2 separate regions of the Dromaius novaehollandiae genome follow, and region 2 is linked to region 1. The links are chromatin contacts, called in public Hi-C maps. All regions are on one chromosome and are shown on one strand. Each heading gives the region's core, a stretch centred on a gene start, on an enhancer-like site or on the middle of the called end of the contact. The rest is flanking DNA. Distances are from core to core; before and after follow the strand shown. Region 1 holds the start of RPL3 (ribosomal protein L3). Region 2 holds the start of LOC112983553 (extracellular serine/threonine protein kinase FAM20C-like).

Evidence for each region. Hi-C and Micro-C count contacts between places; a contact is called where the count stands out from the background.
Region 2: a Hi-C map of brain shows a contact between it and region 1, with 2.7 times the contacts expected there. The contact joins the promoter of LOC112983553 here to the promoter of RPL3 in region 1. A contact is called at or near these places in 2 of 4 Hi-C or Micro-C datasets (brain and ovary).

Annotation. Positions count from the first base shown.
Region 1 is chr1:53,342,076-53,347,464 of bDroNov1.hap1, forward strand. RPL3 (ribosomal protein L3) reads left to right here and starts at 1,455. Exons shown (of 10, transcript XM_026101867.2): 1 at 1,455-1,557; 2 at 2,926-3,118; 3 at 3,779-3,947; 4 at 4,836-4,971. The coding sequence starts at 1,555.
Region 2 is chr1:53,506,280-53,511,769 of bDroNov1.hap1, forward strand. It overlaps LOC112983553 (extracellular serine/threonine protein kinase FAM20C-like), which reads left to right and starts at 3,888. Exons shown (of 11, transcript XM_026100742.2): 1 at 3,888-4,052; 2 at 4,785-5,490. DNAL4 (dynein axonemal light chain 4) reads left to right here. Exons shown (of 4, transcript XM_026102735.2): 4 at 601-1,726. The coding sequence ends at 765.

The DNA.
Region 1 (5,389 bases), core at 205-2,704:
GGCAGAAGCAATGGCCTCTGAGGGCGCTGGCCTGGGGTGGCAGGGGGAGACCCAGGCAACTCTGCATCCTGTGGCCTGCAGGGAACATGCCCGTGCCCCCACCAGGAGCCCCCAGGAGAGCAGGGCCCCCGCCAGGCACGTGGTTCCCAGCAGCACCTCCGCGGCCCCTGCGCAGACCTGCCAGAGAAAGGCAGCGTGGCGGCGGTGAGCCCGCTTTGCTGAGGCCCGCGGGCCCCGCTTCTCCCACCACTTTCTCCAGCCACGGGGAGGCCCCTCTCCTGCCCCAGGGCAGCCAGGACATGGTAGAGTGGGCTCCGGCTGACTACCGAGCCCATCCTCCCCAGGGCTGTAGGCCTCCTCCCGCGCTGGCCTGCCATCGGCTCTGCCCTTCACCTGCCTGGAAACCTTCACCCTGCCGGGGTCGTGACAACACAGCCGGTGGCATTGCAGAAGGGGGAGCCGCATGGCAGGGCTGGGAAACACCAGGCCAGCCCCGGAGGCCAGTGGTGGGAGGAAGGGGGCAGGCCTGAATGAAAGAACTGGGAAAGGCAGGTTAACACGGGAAGGAAATTTCAGGCAGCTCCTGGGCCAGCAGCGAGATCGCTCATTTTATTAAAACGGTCTTTACTTGCCACGTCCGTGCTCCATTTCGTCTTCGCGCCAACCCTCACCACTTATGTAGGGCAATTTTCTAGGGTGCTTCGGTCTAAGATGCGCTGGCACAAAGCCATCTAACATCCAGGGGGCAGACGCCAAGCCAAATCCAGCTCTCTGCAGGCCAGCGAAGGACTACGAGACATTAACCTTTTATTTATGTCACCAGATGTCTCACTTTAAAGAGACAAACCAGCTTGCAGCACAGATGCATTAAAAGTTTAGGGGTCAAAGTGTGAAGGTCAACCTGCCCCGGACAATTATAGTGCTGGTGGGGTCATGTCTGTTTTTCTCTGTAGTGGCTACACAAAATACTGCAAGGAGGCAGCTAATGCCGAGTGGGGAAAAGCGGGGCTCCGAAAACAGAGCCAGGCACCCAGACAACACTGCTGGCTCTTCCGGAGCGAGCAGCGCTGTTACGAGTGGCAGCAGCCTTCGTGGGTGGGTTGAGGGGGGCAAAACTGCCCAGCAGCACCAGGAGCAGCAAATGATGGTCAGGCAGGGGCTCACTGAACTCCCCGCAGCAGCTGTAAATGGCACTGAGAAGCACAGAAAACAGTGATGGCATGCTCGGCCTGCGGATCGGAAAAGCCGCTGCCTGCCAAAGAAAGGGGACACGGCTCTCGCCTCGCTAATTCTCTCCCCAGCGGGAGAAAAGCGGATTTCCCCCGCCGGGCGCGGCAGGGCCGCCCACGGGGCGCTGCCCTCCCTCTCCGCCCCGTGGCAGAACGCGGTCCCGGGAACTTTGACCGCATTCTCCACCCGTAGCGCGTGTCATCCCGCGCGCTCGCGAGATCGGGGGGGGGGGAAGCGCCTGCGCAATGCCCCATGGGGGCGGGGTGCCTATAAGTAGGACGCGCGCGGGCTGTTTAGGCCCTTCCGGCGCAGCGCGGAGGCAAGATGGTTGGTGCTGCGGGGGACGGGGGGAAAGGGCGGCCCGGTTGGCCTCACCATCCGTCGCGTATCGCCGCCATCCCGGTCCTCGGCGGCTGCCCGGCCCGGCTCCCGCCGCGCGGGGGCCCCGCGGGTAGCGGCGCAGGGCTCATTTCGGCGCTCGGCCGGGGGCGGGCGGGTCGCCGCCGCCTGAGGGTGGCTTTGTCCGTGGTGGTGCCCGGTGGCCTTTTAGTTCAAAAAATATATATATATTTTTTTTTGAAGAGCTGCTATAAGTGAGGTCTTGCTGGTGCCGGTGGTCTGGCCCTGGTGTGTTTCCAAGTCGGAGGCGCCGAGCCTCCGCGTGAAGAGTGGGACTTTGCTCCCTTGTTTGCTCCTGGTACTGCAGCGAGGCCATGGCAGGGCTGCAGACGCAATAGAGTCTCTCTAGTGATAGAATTCACCAGGTTTTACTGAAAAAGGTCAGATCTCCTGCTTGGTAACGTTATATGTAATGTAATATGCGAAGCAGTGCCTCTGCTGTATGTATACATTATATGTATACATAACATGCGAAGGTACTGTGCTAAGAGTCTTCAGTCTTAATATAGGTGTCAAAATTTGATTTGGCTGGGCCTGAGCACAAGTTTTGCAATTAGTCATAAAAACAGTTTGTTTTGAGCGTGGTAAATTATTTCCTGCTTGATGTAGCTTTTTCTTGAAAAACTACTACTCAGTTTTCCCTGGTATTGATTGCTTGCTCCTTTTTAACTGCATAATTTTTCTTGCTATTCAGAGATGAGGTTGGATGGGTAGTTCTTTGGGCTGAGAGTTCTCAGAATAGTATCCAACTTAGCTCTCATATTATGGAGTGAGACTGCAGGGTTGGTAGTTAAAGAAAACATGTTTGAAATATCTGCATTCTAACCTGAAGCAACTAGCTCAGGGTGGATGTTAAAATGCTGTTTTATTGCAGCTTTTCTAGAATTTTTCTGGACTTTTTTCGTAATGAGTTTTTTAATATTTATTTATTAAAACATAAGGCTATTTATGCTTCTCTATTTCTCAGCTTCTGGGGTGCATTGAAATCAGGATGGCATGCTGTGGCCATGTTAACAGCTTGCACGGTTCCATTACTAGTGGCACTTGGTTTCTTAAATTAGGGCTGAATGGGAGGGGATGTTAAAGAAGTGTAGTTGAAGCATTTGGATAGCAGTATTATGACAATATTGAAATGGATTTAACAAGCTAAACAGCTGATGTTAAAAAGAATTTCTAGAATGCAAAGTGTCTATATGTAGTGTTTGTTTAATGCAAGAAGAAAATTGGCAATTAGCCCTTGAATGTGGAGAAGTGGACCTCTGAAACATGCACTAAAAGCTCATTTTCTCTCCCTAGTCTCACCGCAAGTTCTCAGCTCCCAGGCATGGGTCACTGGGCTTCCTGCCCCGCAAGCGCAGTAGTAGGCACCGGGGCAAGGTGAAGAGCTTTCCTAAGGATGACCCCAGCAAGCCTGTCCATCTCACTGCCTTCTTGGGGTACAAGGCTGGCATGACTCACATTGTCCGTGAAGTTGACAGGCCTGGATCCAGTATGTATATATGTTCCTTTTAATAGGAGAATTAGGTTTTTTCTTACAAATGCTGAAAAATAACCTGCTTATAGGTATCTCTGGATTTTAGTCCTTGCTTGTCTTCACCTAGTTCCAAGCCCTTTTTGAGTGGGAGGAAGGGTGTAAAACACCCAGGCCCCTCCCACTTCAGTGTGAATGATGTCCTAGTGTGAAGACTTTGTCTAGCAGTGCTTGTTTTTTCTTATTAATGGTCCTGTTTGAGATGCATGGTGACTTGCAGAGGAGCCTGATGGTGTGCTTGAGCTGATGGCTTGGTTTAGCTGTACTGTAACAAGCTGCTAATGATGACCTCTTCTCGATGGGCGGACATAAGTAAATCGCCTTTGGCCTTTTTTGCTGATTGTCGAGTCCTGAATGTAGTTCTGTTACTAGCTACCATCCATTTTGCCTATCAGGCTCTGTCCATGTCTGCTGCTGAGCCAGCCTCAAATTTCTGTAAGGCATTTAATTATTACTTGTATTCATCGACTATTTTACCATGCATCTTCCTGGCCTTTGTGAAGAGAACATGGCTCATTCAACCTTTGATATCAAGCATTTGGGGGTGTGAAGGATGGGAGGATGTTTAATAGCGGATACTGATATTAATTGATATACTATATTTCTGTCTTCATCCAGAGGTGAACAAGAAAGAAGTGGTAGAGGCAGTCACTATAGTAGAGACTCCTCCCATGGTCATTGTAGGCATCGTGGGCTATGTGCAGACTCCCCGCGGTCTCCGCAGCTTCAAGACCATCTTTGCTGAGCACATCAGTGATGAGTGTAAGCGTCGCTTCTACAAGAACTGGTAAGAGAGGGGCTTTTGCTTGTTGCCTTAATCTCACTCTACAGTCTGCTGTTTTGCTGGGTTGCGGGTTATGCTAGTACAACTTTCTGAAGCATCTTTTCAGCAATTACTGTTTGGCCTTGATGAGCTAGCCTAATAATGTGATAGGTTAGAGCTGGCTACTTTAGGAGGGTGACAACATAATGTTGGTTAATGCCCTCTTTGACATGAGGGTGACAGTGTTGGCATTTGCCTAAGATCTCCCTAGCAGGCTACATGTGATGAGCTTTCGACGGGCGGACATAAGGAAATCGCCCCTGGCGCTTGTTGATGAGTGTCGAATCCTGACTGTAGTCCTGTTTTCTCAGGAAAGGGGAAGACAAGTGTTACTTCTGATTACTCTTCCAGACACTGTTGTTCTGATTCAAAGTATGCGCATCTGCCTAAGTGGCTCCAGTATGTCTAGAGCTTAGAGCCTGTTTATGAATTTTGCAGGCTGAAAAGAGGTCAGAGAAGTGCAGTAAAGGTCTCATGGGTGTCACAGTAATGATCTTACTGTCAGGCATAGCTCAGACTTACAAGGGGGGAAAATTGCAATATTGTGAAGTGGATAACAATAATGAAAATTGCTTTAAAGGGTTGTTTTTCTGTTCAGACTTTCTCTACAGTATATTGTCTTCTGTACTGTCAATACTAATGTGCTTTGGAATTCATGGCAGCTCCGCTCAGCTCTGGCAAACCTGCCTCTGTCTGATGAGCTCCAGGCTCCGCTTGCCAGTGGAAAAGATTCCTTAGAAGCTGGCAATGAGCCGAAACCTGCTAAGGTGGCAGCTCCTTCCGCTCATCCCCGCTTTCCCAGGGGATCGATGAAGGGCTTAGCCAAACCTTGTCTCTGCTCTGCTCCTGAAGGCACAAGTCCAAGAAGAAGGCCTTCACCAAATACTGCAAGAAATGGCAAGATGAGGAGGGCAAAAAGCAGTTGGAGAAAGATTTCAATAGCATGAAGAAATACTGCCAGGTTATTAGAGTCATGGCTCACACTCAGGTAAGTGTCTGCAGGACTCAGGTGTACTGTGGGAACACCTAAGAGTATGAGCATAAAGCTTGCTCTGTTTCAACAGTCAGGTTTCTGCCCTGTGTTTGTGAATCATGGTATAAATATTAATACTCTTTATTCTGTGCAAAGTATAGGCAGATGCTTATAGTAGCCTCAAAGGTAACCATTAGCAGTTCTGTGAAGCACTGTGCAGGGGAGGCTGAACCGTAATGAGAACTCCTATCAGCAGGCCTGAGTCTGAGGTAGACCTGAGCTCTCTGGATTGCAGCTACAAATGAAAATAGAGCAAGTACTTAATTCTAGGGTGTGTTCACCTTAATTTCAGGCTCAGGGAAGTGTTATGTAGGGGCTGCAAGCACTCAAAGCCCCTTTCAGTGGCTTCTGTCAATCAGCTTGAGGAGGTGTA
Region 2 (5,490 bases), core at 2,638-5,137, 170 kb after region 1:
TCCTTGGGCAAGGCACAGCCTGCTTATTGCCAGCAGAGTTTTGTGATGGAACGAGGCCAAGCTATAAAGCTTTGCTTTATTCCTCTGTCCCATCCTGGCTGAGACACCATATGTCACTGCAAAATCTTCCTCTTTCGTTTTCTAGCTCATGGAGGGCATGATTTCGGAGAAGCAGGCCTTTTAAAAGCCAGCCTAGTTTCAGTGTTTTGGTAACTAGCTGAAAAAAAAAACCAAAAAAGAGCTCCTGTAAAAATAGCTCCAGCTTAGTGACCTGAATCTCCTCTCACACTTGCTGCACCCAGTATAAGTCCATGACCATCAGTGAGAGAACTCTTGCTTCAGATTGGTGTGAATGAGGAGTGATTACTACATCTAGATCTTTAATCTCTCTTGCTTGCTGTGTTGGAGGCTGCTCAAAACGCAGCAGGCTGTTTTACCCTTCAGTGTAGCTCTAGGGAGCTTCCAGTTTCTGCAGTGCAGCTGCCATACCTATTGCCTTTGGCTTGAGTAGCCCATTAAAGGGAGAAGAGTTGGAGGATTTTTGCATAAAAGCACATTGCTTGCTCTGCCTCATCCTATGCTCTCCTTATTATTCTTCAGAGTGCTGCCAAGATGATCAAAGAGATGATGGACAAGAAATTTGGGTCCTCCTGGCACGTGGTGATTGGGGAAGGCTTTGGCTTTGAGATCACTCACGAGGTGAAGAATCTGCTATACATGTTCTTTGGCGGCAGCCTGGCTGTGTGTGTCTGGAAGTGCTCATGACATCTGGCTGGGTCCCAGACTCACTGCACACAAGAGATTCTTCCTTCTCTTCACAGGTTTTGTACAATCTGGAGGTGGGGCTTTATTTTTAATAGTAAAACTTTGAGGTTTTTTTTTTTCATACTGATGTACCAGTCCCATGGGATATATATTGTTGGTGCGTGTGTGTGTGTGTGTGTGTGCGTGTGTTAAGCTATCCTGTCCTTGTCCAGGGAATATTTCATCTGGTTGTGGCTCCTTCCTTGGTGGTTGAGTCTAAGCAGGAAGGAGGTGGTAAATGGGTAATTCATGAGACACTACAAAGCCATACAGCAGCACTAGGAGGGGGAGGTAAAAGAGAAAAGGTGCTATCTAGCCCTGAGTTTTTCCTCCCACTTGTTCCACGCTGTGTTCTCTCTTCTCTGCCTTCCCCACTACTGCGTGGTATGGCTCTGACCGATGTCTGTCTCTCTTCTGAATGCCAATGTTAACAGCATTTTCTTCCTCCCTGAGATGACCATAGAGAACTGGTTGTGTCAAGGATCTCCCTTTGGGTTATCCATGGAGGTGTTAGCTACAGGGGAGCAGACTTAGCATACCCCTCCCTGCTTGCTTTGGGAAGGTGTGACAGCTGAGCTGCCTGGGTGTAGGAGGTTGCTATGCAAACTACCCCCTCTTTTCTCACCCACTGCACACTGAGATAGCATTAAAACACAGGCAGTCGATGATGTCTGGGGAGTGGGTGAGAATTCTTCATAAGGCTTGATTGCCTCTCTGTCAGTTCTTGGGGGTGTCATGTGAGAAATCACTTGGTCATCAGAGACTTAATGTCTTTTTGGACTTGCATTCCTTTAGCCTGTGTCATTTTTTTAAAGCTGTCAGTGTTGGAGGATGGAGTGAACGTAATTGTATTTTACGTATATGGAATATTTATATAATTCTGGGGAACTGTGTTTTTACAATAAAAAAATAGTAAAATGTCCTTTTTTGTGTTTGTCATATTCTAAAATGAAATGAAGTGGTGGTGGGGACACAGAGAAAAAGAAAAGATAATTCGTTCAGGAAACACTGGAATAAGTAAGCAATGGCTGTAGCTCAGGTGAAGGCCAGTGAGAAGCTTTCACCCCGCATGCTGCTTCCTGGGCAACTCTGGGATACAAGAGAAGTACTTTCACCCTCCCGATGCAGTTCCTTTCACCAGCGCAAGTCACGATGCCTAGGACAGTTGCCAGGTCAACAGTGCTGCTGACCAAAGTCCTCTGTCCACACATCCGTCTGTGTAGCGGCAAGGGAAGGTACTTGTGCACTCTTCCCAGTCAGTGTGCCTCATCTGCCATTTAGGGTCTGGCATTTGTGCCTTCTTTGATTTTCAGACTTTCGTCTGAGAATGCCACCAAGCAGTACTGTTGGCAGTTCATGTCTTATGGGAGGTCCCACACTTGTCCGTAGTTCAGTTCCTGAGGACCACTTCTGTATTATTGCCTGCAGTGGATCAGACTGGTAGAGGGGTTTACAATTCTTTTTGTTCCTTCTCCTAACCTCAGTGTGATGCTAGAGGTGTCCTTTGTTCATTCTTTTGAAAACAGTCAGCATGTCAGGGGCTCTTCCATAAGCCAGGAATTGAATAATATGAATATGACTAGAAATTATTTCAAATTTTGACCATCTGTGCTGGCTGGGCCCTGCATCCTCTTGCATAATTCCCTGCTGATCAGATGGGAAGGGACTTGCAAGGCAGAGAGAATGTGCAAACTGGTATAATGTATCTGGAACCACAATATTTGCCCTGTGCAATGGACCGTGGTGCCAGCATCATTGTGTGTTGTAAAAGAATCCGAATTCTGTGAGCTCTCTTTTTTCTGTAACTCTTGATTACTTTGTTGTCTCACTCCAGCTGGCTGCCTTTAAAATGAAGGTAGCACTGTTGACTAGCACTTTCTCCAGCTGGCAGGGGGAGAAGCTGTTTTTCTGTTCTAAGACTTGCCTCTGTGTTTTATACTCCTAGGTCCAGAGCGCAAGGTAGAACCAGTGTCTTTGAAATGCCCTGCACTGGAGCATGATGATGATCTTCAACAATTCTGTAGCCTATTTAATCACACTTCTTTCACACTAATGAATAATTAACTGCTGTGTGCATGTGCACAGACATGCTGGTCACAGGTATCCCTGCAGGTCATGCTGACCTGCAGATGATCATAGGGAGAGGGAGCTGCTTACCTCAACGTGCAATCTTTTGGCCCCACTGCCAGCCTGTTATCTGTTTGGCTGCCGGCTGAGCAAAACTAATGTCTTTGTGACCTGCATCTGCAATGGGCAAATGTTGGCTGGTTCTCAGCTTTCTCAAAGTACACACATGCAAACAAATTGAGGTGAGTTAGGTGTGAATTTGCAGCGAGTCAGCTGTTCCATTATAACTCCTCAAAGGCAAGTGTAAGGTGGTTCATAGAAGCACGGTAGGCTATTTCTATGTCCAAGGGCAATAGCTTTCTCACAAAAAGTTGCCACAGAAGAGCCAGCCCATCTTAGCTGGTTTGTATGCCTGTCCTGTCCTGTCCTGTCATTTGTGCTATATGGTAGAAGTGTAAACCTCAGCTTCCCAAAATTGAACTATGTAAGTCAGGGCCCCCTGCTGTCAGGCAAGTATTCACTAAGATCAGTGTTACTGCCCTTTGCAAGTTGAATCATGCTGTGCTGGCCTCCATGTATTACAGAAAGTGACTTTCACCCTTCTTTCATTGTGGAACTTGTAAACTTCAAGACATATCTGCAATTCACAGTGAAATACGGTACACAGATCAGAGATGGTCCCTTGTCTTGCCATGTTTTCCTACAAGTATCCCCTCTGCAGCTAGTGCTTTGGGGCCTGTGGCGCCTATCTGCTTTTGACTGTGAAACAGTCAAAAGTGCAGTCTTCCCACAGCTTACTAGAGATTTTCAGCAAAAAGTGAGGGGAGTTGGCAACAGGTGTCCTGCTTTTTATTTCTTTCTTATTATTATATTATATTATTTTTTGCCACCTGTGTATTGCTGCCATTACTCATCAAAGCACCAGACTGGTCAGATGTGGAAAAGGAGATGAAAATCTTAGGGTGATGCATTGGTGCCAGCCAGAATGACCCTTCCTGTCTGTCTGACCCAGAAAACTGGAGTGCTGCGATACCGGCTCAGAGGGCTGCACTTTGTGATGACTTACTCCCCTGCTGAGGGGCGATGGGCAGCATCATTGTCGGACTGCGTGGCAGGGAGTCGTGATTCTGTGCCAGAAGTGGAAATGTCCTCAGACGTATGGCTCCTCCTTCATCCCAAAGGTGACTCAAACCTGCCATGAAAGAGGGGGAAGGAGCTAGAAAGATGGAGGAAGTGGGGGGAGATAGGAAGAAAGAGGTGAAAATTCAACTGCTTCTCTGCGATGATGTCATGGCAACGAGGTACGCTGCCATGCTGTCAGACAGTCAGGGCTGGCTTTGAAGCTCTCCATCTCCTTCCTGTCACTGCAGGCCCACATCTGACTCGCTGAAAAAATCTTATGGTTAATATTTAATGCTGGCATTGAAGTGATAAGGGTGGCAAGTGCCCACCTATTCCCTCTTCCTCTGCTTTCCAGTGTGATGCTTCCTCTGCTTTCCAGTGCTGGAGCAAGGATTATGAAACCCCTTAGCATGGGAATGGGACTCCTGGTCCACAGGGTGGCTTCAACCCATGCAGTGGAGATTAGACCGGGGGTTCTCTGGGGTGGAGTCTCTGTGCACACATCAGCCCTGGGGCAAGGAGGGAGGCCATCTCCCTCAGAGACCTGTCTCAGTCAGGCTCTAGGACACGAGAGAGAGCTTTCTATCCCCCATTTCTCCCCCAAGCCCACTTTGGAGGCAGTTCTGGGGCTCTGGAAGGAGGGAGGTCTCCTGCTCTCCCTATCTGTCCCTGAGCTGGCTCCAGAATAAAGAAATCTGTGGCCCTGCTCCCAGAGCCAAGCCCAGCTCCTTTGATGCAAGCGATTAGCACATGTTTTCGCTAAGCAATGACCTAACAATTCTGTGTTCCAGGCACAACCCCTCCGAGGCACTGTCTTTCCAAAAAGTACATCCGGATTGAATCCAGCAAGCCTCCCTGTGGAAGACACTGTGTTCCCTTCCCTGTGGAAGCCATCTGCTCCCTTCCACCCGGCTCCGTCTGCAGGGCTGTGAGATCGCCTGCCGAGCTGGAAAGCTCTCCTCCTCCAAACACCACCTGCAGTCACGGAGGGATGCATTTACCCTCAGATGAGAGGGGGGGACGGGACGGGTTTGGTTACTATCAGCTATGTTGTTAGCTCAACATGAGGGGAAGGAAATAACAGCGTTGGCTGAATCTGGGGCGGCCGATAGTGTCAGCCGGAGGCGGTTACCAAGCAACTGTCGCACCGTGGGACATGGCAAGCTGGGAACGCTGCGTTCTCACCATGCCTGCCCAGTGTGCGCGCGTGGGAGGGGGCCCAGCATGTCGCGGAGCGTGCGGGGAGAGGGTGGCGTGAACAGGAGTGTGCCGCAGGACCTGTGACAGAGGAGGGGGTCTCCAACATACCCCCTCCTGCAGGCCAGTCCTCCTACCCCTTCCTCGCTTGCCTCCCGATACACAGCATGGGTTGCCCAACAGGCAGGATTTCACGTTCCTCCTGCATCCTCTGCTACCGGAGAAATTGAGAAGAGAAAAACGTTACCTCCAACTTTGTATCCAAGGTCCCCAGGCTTGTCCAAGTCCAGTGCTTGTTGC